Regions from separate parts of the Sus scrofa genome. Here region 2 is linked to region 1. Evidence: chromatin contacts called from public Hi-C data. All regions are on one chromosome and are shown on one strand. The core of a region is the stretch at or near the end of the contact, and the rest is flanking DNA. Distances in the headings are between cores, read along the strand shown.

The links. A called contact is a pair of places that touch in the nucleus more often than the background predicts.
Region 2: a contact with region 1 is called in a Hi-C map of embryonic fibroblasts, with 2.1 times the contacts expected there. The contact joins two enhancer-like sites. A contact is called at or near these places in 2 of 47 Hi-C or Micro-C datasets (embryonic fibroblasts and omental adipose tissue).

What each region holds. Positions count from the first base shown.
Region 1 is chr2:70,706,863-70,711,086 of Sscrofa11.1, reverse strand. No RefSeq gene overlaps it. Among named protein-coding and RNA genes, the nearest start is that of ADAMTS10, 25 kb to the left of the region's middle. Within about 2 kb of position 1,591, at least 14 of the 83 cell types and tissues checked have an H3K27ac peak or open chromatin away from gene starts, as enhancers often do. A contact at or near this core is called in embryonic fibroblasts and omental adipose tissue, where this site is marked.
Region 2 is chr2:70,866,311-70,870,416 of Sscrofa11.1, reverse strand. MARCH2 (membrane associated ring-CH-type finger 2) reads left to right here. Exons shown (of 5, transcript NM_001244915.1): 3 at 2,767-2,962. Among named protein-coding and RNA genes, the nearest start is that of MARCH2, 9.0 kb to the left of the region's middle. Within about 2 kb of position 2,381, at least 35 of the 83 cell types and tissues checked have an H3K27ac peak or open chromatin away from gene starts, as enhancers often do. A contact at or near this core is called in embryonic fibroblasts and omental adipose tissue, where this site is marked.

The DNA of each region.
Region 1 (4,224 bases), core at 342-2,841:
ACCCGTGGCTCCAAGGAAGGACCGAGCGGAGGCAACGACGGGGTGGATGGTGAAGGGAGGATGTGCTTTTCTGCTGCCTGCCCTGTGCCACGATGCACGGCCACCTGCATCAGACCTGAAAGTTGGAGACGCACGGGCAGCTGGGCTGCAATGAGGGCCTAGATTGATGGGGGAAGGGACATCAAGAGAGTGGGGGCTCAACAGCCTGCGTAACGCACCCTAGGTTCTCCAAGGTCCGGGTGTATGCGGACACGAGCAATGAGAAGGCCCAGGAAATGGGAAGGGGGCTGTGTTGGCTGCGCCCTTGGCCACTCCAGCAACTCCCCCAGGGCCTTCCCTCCCCAGGGTGAGGTGCTGGACCTGGCCGCCATCAGCCCCCATCCTCGGCGGGTGGCCTATAGCAGCTCACACACGGACGCCCTGATACAGCAACATCTTGACCATGCTGAGCAAAATTTCCAGGGTGCAGTCCTGGCTTGGGGTGTTGGGGCCTGAGGGCTTGAGGAGGTGAGAGCTGGGGGCCAGGAGCCTGGGGGCTGAGGGTGGGCCTGAGTGAGGGGGTGTGGCTGCGGGAAAGCCTCCTGCGGATGCTCTGGCTACAAGCGGTTGTATACATTTGTGAATGTGTAGGTGTTAGCCGTTGTGTGCACAGGGATGTGTTTAGGGAAAAGGAGCACAGTGACTAGGAAGCCTGGGAATTCAATCTGTGTTTGAATCTGGCTTCTACCACTTAAGGACTGTGGGCTTGGGTGAATCACCCAATTTTTCCCTGCCTCCGTGTCCTCTTTCATTGTGGATTATTTGTTCTGCGAATACTTACTGAATACCCACTGTGTGCCAGGCACTTTGTGAACAAAACAGACACAAATCCCTGCTCTTGTGGGCCTGGCTGACAATACAGATGGAGAAATGAAAGTGTTCAACATGCCAGATGGCAGTGAGTGCCATGTATGTGCATGAGGGGAGGGGTGTGCAGTTTTAGGTGACTTTCAGGTAAAGAATGGAAGGCCATGAGCAGTGAGCTGGGCAGTGCTTCAGGGGGGAGAGCCTCTTTGGCAGAGGGAGGAGTATGTGCAAAGGCCCCGAGGCAGGAATTTACTTGGTAAATTCCCTCGTGGTTGGAAGCTAATGAGTGAAAGAGAGGGGTGGAGAGGGAGGAGGTGAGAGCAGAGAAGGGACAGACCAGGTCATGCAGGGCTCTAGGGAGAAAGATGGTGCTTGGTTTTTCAGTCTGGGAGGGCAGTTAAAGCAGTTCCTCCTGCCTGCGTGGGGATGACAATAGCACTGACCCCAAGGAGTTGTTATAAGAATTATAAGAATTAATATGTGGAAAGTGATAGTACTGTGTCTGACGCATACTGAACATGCATGAAATATTAGGCTGTTATTACGTGTGGTGGTTAAGTGTGTCTCAGGGTGTGTCTGCCCTGCAGCTGAGCCGAGTAGCTTTTAGTGAGTTTGTTGTTGTGAAAGAATCTTGCTAAAGCTATTAAAAAAAAAAAACCCTGCTGGGTGTTTGAAAGCCCTGCTGGGGTTACTGCTCTCTGGCTGGGACAGGCTCTTTTGTATAACAGATGTTATCCAGATGTCAGCCGGGGTTACTCAGGCCTCAGAGATTTGGCGCCTGCCTCTCTCCCACGACCTGCGGGAAGCCCAGCGCCCTCCTGGAGATGTCTGCAAATTCCCAGGGCCTGTGTTCTCATGCTGGCTTCTTGGCTTGAGTTACTGCCTGCTGAATCCTTGATCTTACCTGCCTTCATGGGGCCAACCCTTTGGGGGAATCAGTTCAGTTTTCTTGATCTCCCCCAGACCACCCGCGTGTGATCCCTACACACTTATCTGATTGCCCTGAGGGTGGCCCACAAGATGTGGTGTTCTCCCCAAGAGGCTGCCATCCCAAAGGTTTTCACATTGTTTGAGCTCCTGCGATGAGCTTCCCAAAGATGTTGCTTGACACACATTCCACCGTCCAAAGGAAAAGTTTGCACACTTCCTGCACCACAGCAAAGTTTATGACCTGCTCAGAGTGAACTGGGTGGTCGTGAAAAGGCTTGGAAGCAGTTAGTTGGACCAGAGTTGGCTGTGGAAAGTCCAGGCAGGGGCAGATGTGAGCTGACTGGCACAGAACAGGGAGAGGAGGTTTGCAGTGAGCAGTAATAGTAGAATCAGCCTGGATGCAAAACCTGGCTCCAGCCCTTATCAGTGGGAGATGTAATCTCCCCATAGCTCAGTTTCCTCATCTGCAAAATCAGCTCATTCCTAGGAAACATCAAGAGCCCAGAAACAGTTACAATGAACCAGACTTCTGGAAAATGAGGCATGGGCGACTTCAGACAGAGTCTGCTGTAGGCTATTGGGCAGTTCCTGTAATTGTCGCTAACTGCTTTCTCAGGGTGTGGATGGTTAGGGCTCAGAGGTCAAAGCTGTGGCAGCAGAACCTTGCATGCCCCCCCACCCCTGGGGCAGGTCATGACGTATGGGACAAGCCCAGAACTGGTCTAGTTCCAAGACAAGTGTGTGGGCTGTGCTAAGAAACAGGCATTCCACTCAAGCCTGGAATTAAGACCAGGGTCATGCTTAACCTGAACCATAGTTCAGTACTGCTGTCATATGGACCAAATTGCCCGAGACTGTTCTCTGTGAGGCTTGTTTGATTTCTGCATAATTGTAATTGTCACATTTGGTATCAACTTGAATAGGAAACGGGCTCCTGGAATAGGTCTTCGAGAGAATATTATACAATGCTTTTCTTTCCTTTCCTTTCCTTTCCTTTTTCTCTCTTTTTTTCTTTTGCAGCCACACCTGTGGCATAGAGAAGTTCCCAGGCCAGGGATAGAATCTCAGCCTCAGCTGTGACCTCCACTGCAGCTGTGGCAATGCCGGATCCTTAACTCACTGTACCACAGTGGAAACTCCTATACTTAACCTTTTCTGGATCCCAGACTCATATGGGAATCGAAAGACCACCTCCAATCCACTGCCCCCAACTCCCCTCTGCCCTGCCCCCAAATATATTTACCCCACAGATTTTTTGAACAGTTATATGGTATCATGATTTTTCATCCACGTTAGGAACCTCTGATTTTAGTTCAGTTCTTTCATTTTATAGGAGTTGAGACAGAGGTGCAAGAGCATAGCGCCTTGTTCAGGTTACACAGATAATCAGTGATAGAACTGGGTGTCAGCCCAAGGTAGTAATTAATTGTAGAGTCAGCCCGGATGCAAACCCTCCAGCCCTTACCAGCAGGACATGTAATCTCTCCATGCCTCGGTTTCCTCATCTGCAAAATCAAGATAATGATATATATATATATTTTTTGGTTTGTTATTTGCTTTATAGTGGAGACACAAATTGATTCCTTAGGCTGTACTTCTGGCTTAAGTGGAAGTTTGAGCCAGATAAAGAATTCCCGCCACCTAGTGGTTGCATGGTGAAAAAAGTGGAATTCTTGGCCCTGAAACATACAGGTTAACCACACCAAGGGTCTTCGCGTGGTTAGAGTCAGTGGCTGCACTTTCATAAGCTTGTGTATCTCCTTCCAAAGAGTATGTTTGACCATTGTATCAGTTAGCCTTTGCTGTGTAACAAACTAAAATGTAGTAGCTTGAAAAGATGGTCATTTATTAACACTTGATTCTGTGGGTTGAAGATTTGGGCTGAGTTCAGCTGAGTAGTTCTTCTGCTGATCTTGCTTGGAGTCACTCATGGGATGACAGTTAGCTGATGGCTTAGCTGAGACCAAATGCCAAATAACCTCGGATGGCTCCATGCATGTGCCTGGTAGTCGCAGGCTGTGGGCTAGGGTGCCTTGGTTCTCATCCACATGGCTTCTCCAGCAGGCTAGTTTAAGCTCATTTCCATGGTAGTTGCAGAGTTGCCAGGAAAAGCAGAGAGGACCAGTCCCAGCACCTCTTCTTCTTTTTTGCTTCTTAGGCCTGCACCCGCATCATGTGGAAGTTCCCAAGCTAGGGAGTCCAATTGGAGCTACAGCTGCTGGCCTGCCCCACAGACACAGCAACACAGGATCTGGGCCGCGTCTGCATCCTACACCACAGCTCATGGCAATGCCAGATCCCTGACTTACTGAGCAAGGCCATAGGTGGAATCTGTATCCTCATGGATACTAGTTGGATTCATTTTTGCTGCACCACAATGGGAACTCCCCCTTTTTTTTTTGGGAAAGCGCTTCTTAAGCTTCCACATGTGTCAGGTTTGCTAATGTT
Region 2 (4,106 bases), core at 1,132-3,631, 160 kb before region 1:
AATTTTAAAAACGTTTATACGTTTTTTGAAAGATTACACTTCTTTCAGTTACCACACAATGTTGGCTGTATTCCCTGTGTTGTACAATACATCCCTGTAGCCTGTCTTATACCTGATGGTTTGTTAGCCTCTCCCCTACCCCTATAGTGGCCTTCCCCCCTTCCCTCTCCCCACTGGTAACCACTAGTTTGTTCTATCTGTGAGTCAGCTTTTTTTTTTTTTTGCCTGTTTGTTATGGTCATTAGTTTGCCGTATTTTTTTAGACTTCACATATAAGTGAGAGCTTATGGTATCTGTGTCTCTGATTTATTTCACTTAGCATAGAGCCCTCCAAGTCCATCCATGCAGCTGCAAATAGCAAGATGATGTTCTTTTTTGCTGGCTATCCCCTCTGCCTTTTGAGGCAGCCCAACCCCACCTTGCCCAGGCTGAAGGCCAGGGCAAAAGAACAACCCTTCCCAGAGGGAAGGCTGCTATTATTCCACAGGGTCATCATCCTTCAGGGAAGTGGCCTTCCTTGCAGCTTCCTGGTCAGTCTCCCCAGGCGTCAGTGCTGGGAGGGGCCGGGATTGGCAGAGGCCACGCAAGCAGGTTGCTGTCCTCCTCCTTCCCCTCACCCTGTGACTCCTCCTCCCAGCCAGCCCCTGCCGTCCGTGAGCAGCCAGGGTGGGGGACAAAGATAGTGTAATCAGTGCCTGGCTGGTTCCATGACCATAAAATCAATCAACCTTCCATTTCACTTCAAAGGAGACTCTGATTCCTGGGGGCACAAGATGCCCCCAGTGGGGAAGAGAGTTCTGGACCCTGAAACCTTCAGAGGCCAAAGAGGAAGGCCCAAGAAGCCTCTCCAGGGCCCAGGACAACCCACAGAGGCACAGGCTTGGGGCTAGCATCTGGGCCCCTCTGACCTCTGTGAGCTGGCCCCGACCCTCCTGGAAGCTGCCCTGAGCATTTCTGCACCCCTGGCCCTCCCATCTGGCCTCCTCCTGCTGCCTGATTCCACAGGGCTCTTATTTTCTTCCTCACTCATGCTCTCTCTTCTCCTGCCCATGGGGTATGCTCTGGGTGGCCCCACCGGGGTCACTGGATTTCTTACCCATTGCCCCATCCCATTTCCTCCTCATTCATGTCATTTGCATTATTTCCCTGCCAGAATTTCAAGCATGAAGCCCATTTCTGCTGCCCTACCACCTGTGGCAGGCAACAGAGTGGCTCAGGGTACACAGGCCCTGGAGCAACTTCCTGGGTTCAAATCCCAGCTTCACCGACCACTAGCTATGTGAGTTTGCACAAACAGGTTAACCCCTCCATGCCTCTGTTTAACCTATCTGTACAAGGGGGGCCTTCCTCACAGGCTCCCTGTGAGAACAAGACCGCTTAACCCAGATGTTACCCTTGAATGGGGCGTGGTACCTCCTAAGTGCTCAAGAAAAAATCAGTGCTCTTGTGTCTTGTTTTCTCTGAACTTGCACCTCCAAAGTAGGGTGCCCCGGGACAAACCCTGAACTGACGTGGATCATCCCGCAAGATATGCATCATTTCCACCTCTCAGCTTGGTTTCCGGGGGAGGGATCCCTTTCCTATTAACTTGATGTGTGTGGGGAGCCTGGGAGCAGGGTGGGAGCCAAGCGGAGCCAGAGTGCCCTTCTGACGTTGCGGGGAGAAAGCAGCAGCCTGGGCCCAGGACCTAGGACCAGAAAGCAGACCTGAGGGCTCAGCTCAGCCTCTTGGTTTCAAATAGCCATGCCCTGCCCCTGGCAGGACACACTGAGAAAAGGATAGAAAGTTTCTGAGGGGAAACTGGTGTTATCTGAAAAACAGTACTACTGCTCCGCCTCCTTCGAGTGTTCCCGCAGTCCGCTCCCTGGGCAGAGATGTCTGGAAAACAATGACTCATGTGCTGGACAGCCTCTGGGCCCACCGAGGCCACGCCCCTGGTCTCCTGAGCTGCCCCAGGAAGGATCCAGCATCCCCAGAGACCGGGCTGGGGCTGAGACTTCCCTGAAGCAGCTTCCTGCAGACATTTTTTATGTTTGTTTTCTGAGCCTCACTAGAGCAGAGGAGCCAAGGACCTCTTCTCCCTGGATATATAGGTTGCTCAGGTAGCATGGTCTTCAGGTGCGGCTGGATCCAGATGATGTCCTTGAGAATCTGCCTCTCCTTATCTCTTGGCTCTGCTTTCCTCTGTGACCCTTGGTTTTGGCATCATTCGCAGACTCCACCTGGAGACCAGGCTGTTGCCTACAGCTCCAAACATATCAGCCATGCTGCCTGTAGTTTTGGAGTTTAGGGAAGAAAAAGAATTTCAGGAGTTAAGTCCCTGTGATTTTGATTGCATCACACATGACCTTCCCTGAGTCAGCCCCTGTGGCCAGGGGTGTGTGGTGTTTTGATTGGTCATGCCTGAGATCATCAGGGGTGTCATCTTGAGGACCAAGAGTTGAGAGTGGGATGGTTGCCCAGCACAATCAGGGTAGTATTATAGGCAAAGGAGGAGTGGACGCTGGGCGGGCAGGCACAAGGGATGCTCACCCTGGACCGAAAAACGTGCCTTAGCAATGCTGGGGAGGGATCCTGTCACTCTAAGTGTGGGAATCTGGGAAGGTTTTCCAGGGGAAAGGTCATTTGGAACTGGGCTTTGAAGGTTGAGTAGGAGTTTGCCAAGTAGCAGCATAGGGGCAATGCTGAGCTGGGGTTCACTGTGTAGTGAAGCAGGCACAGGCAAGAAGCTTGATTGTTATTCACATGTCCCATCTCTGTGTCTAGTGATGGTCCCTTCTGCCGGATCTGCCATGAGGGAGCGAATGGGGAGAGCTTGCTGTCTCCTTGTGGTTGCACTGGCACACTGGGCGCCGTGCACAAGAGCTGTCTGGAGAGGTGGCTTTCCTCATCCAACACCAGCTACTGTGAGCTGTGCCACACGGAGTTTGCAGTGGAGAAGCGGCCCCGGCCCCTCACAGAGGTACCCTTGGGAGCCTTGAGGTTGGAGTGGGCAGAGGGGAGGAAGACAGGCATGGGGCCAGAGAAGGGAGCTGCCCTGGAGGAATCCTGGTGGGCTGGGGAAATGGCTTCTCTATGAGGAGAATCTCTCCTCTCCCCAGGGTCAATTCTGCTGATAGGGGTGGGTAAGGCAGGCCTGAGGTTCCAGACCTGACAGACCCTGTGCCCCCTTCCTGTGTTGGTCACTTCAGGTGACCTAAAGCTGAGACCTAAGGAATGAGAAGGAGTCCCAACCTGGGGAAGGGCAGTCCTGGCAGAGGGCACAGCCATTGCAAAGTCCCTGAGGCCAGGAGGAGCTTGGTGTTCCTGAGAGAGCCCATGTGGCTTGAGTGGAGTGATTTAGAGGAGGGGAGAGCCTAGAAGGAGAGGTAGTGGCCTTACTACATTTTGTGGGCCAAACCTGGAGCTTAAACTGTAGTCTGAGTGTCAACGGATCTGGGTTTATTCCCAGGCCTGGTAGGAGCCACACAGCTTCCTAGAGCCCTGCTGACCACTTGGGTGCCCTCTAGGCTCCTCCCTGCCCAGCTTGGCATTGGGCAGCTGAGAGCTGCAGGGCAATGAAGCTGGGGATTGGGTGATGTAGGGGCTCCTGGAAGGGTCCCTGGCTTCCAGAGGACTTGGGCTCTTAAAAGCGCAGTGGAAGGAAGAGTCAGCCTGCCTGAACCCCGCCCCCCAACTCTTTCTTTCATGCTCTAGCCTCCTGCCCCACTGCACTCTGTCTGGACCACACACTCCCACTCCAGTGCCTTTGCACGTGCTGTTTCCACAGCCTGGAGCGCTGTTTCCTCCATTCCTCGTGCTGCTCCTTCTGCTCATTTGGTTCTCTACGGTGCCACCTCCTCAGCAAAGCCTTCTCCGCCCTGATCATCTGCTGTGTGTCATGCCTCCCAAGATGGGCATGGAAGTTCTATATGGGCAGGGACTCTTTCCATTCCATTCACCAGAATTTTGTGATGAAGCCCATTCCTCTTACTCCATCATCTGTGGCAGGCAGAGTAGCGTGGCAGGCAGTGTAGCACAGTGGCCAAGAGCATACAGGCCCTGGAGCAAGGCTTCCTGGGCTCTGATGCTGGCTTTGTGGATGACCAGTCATGTGAGTTTGCAGA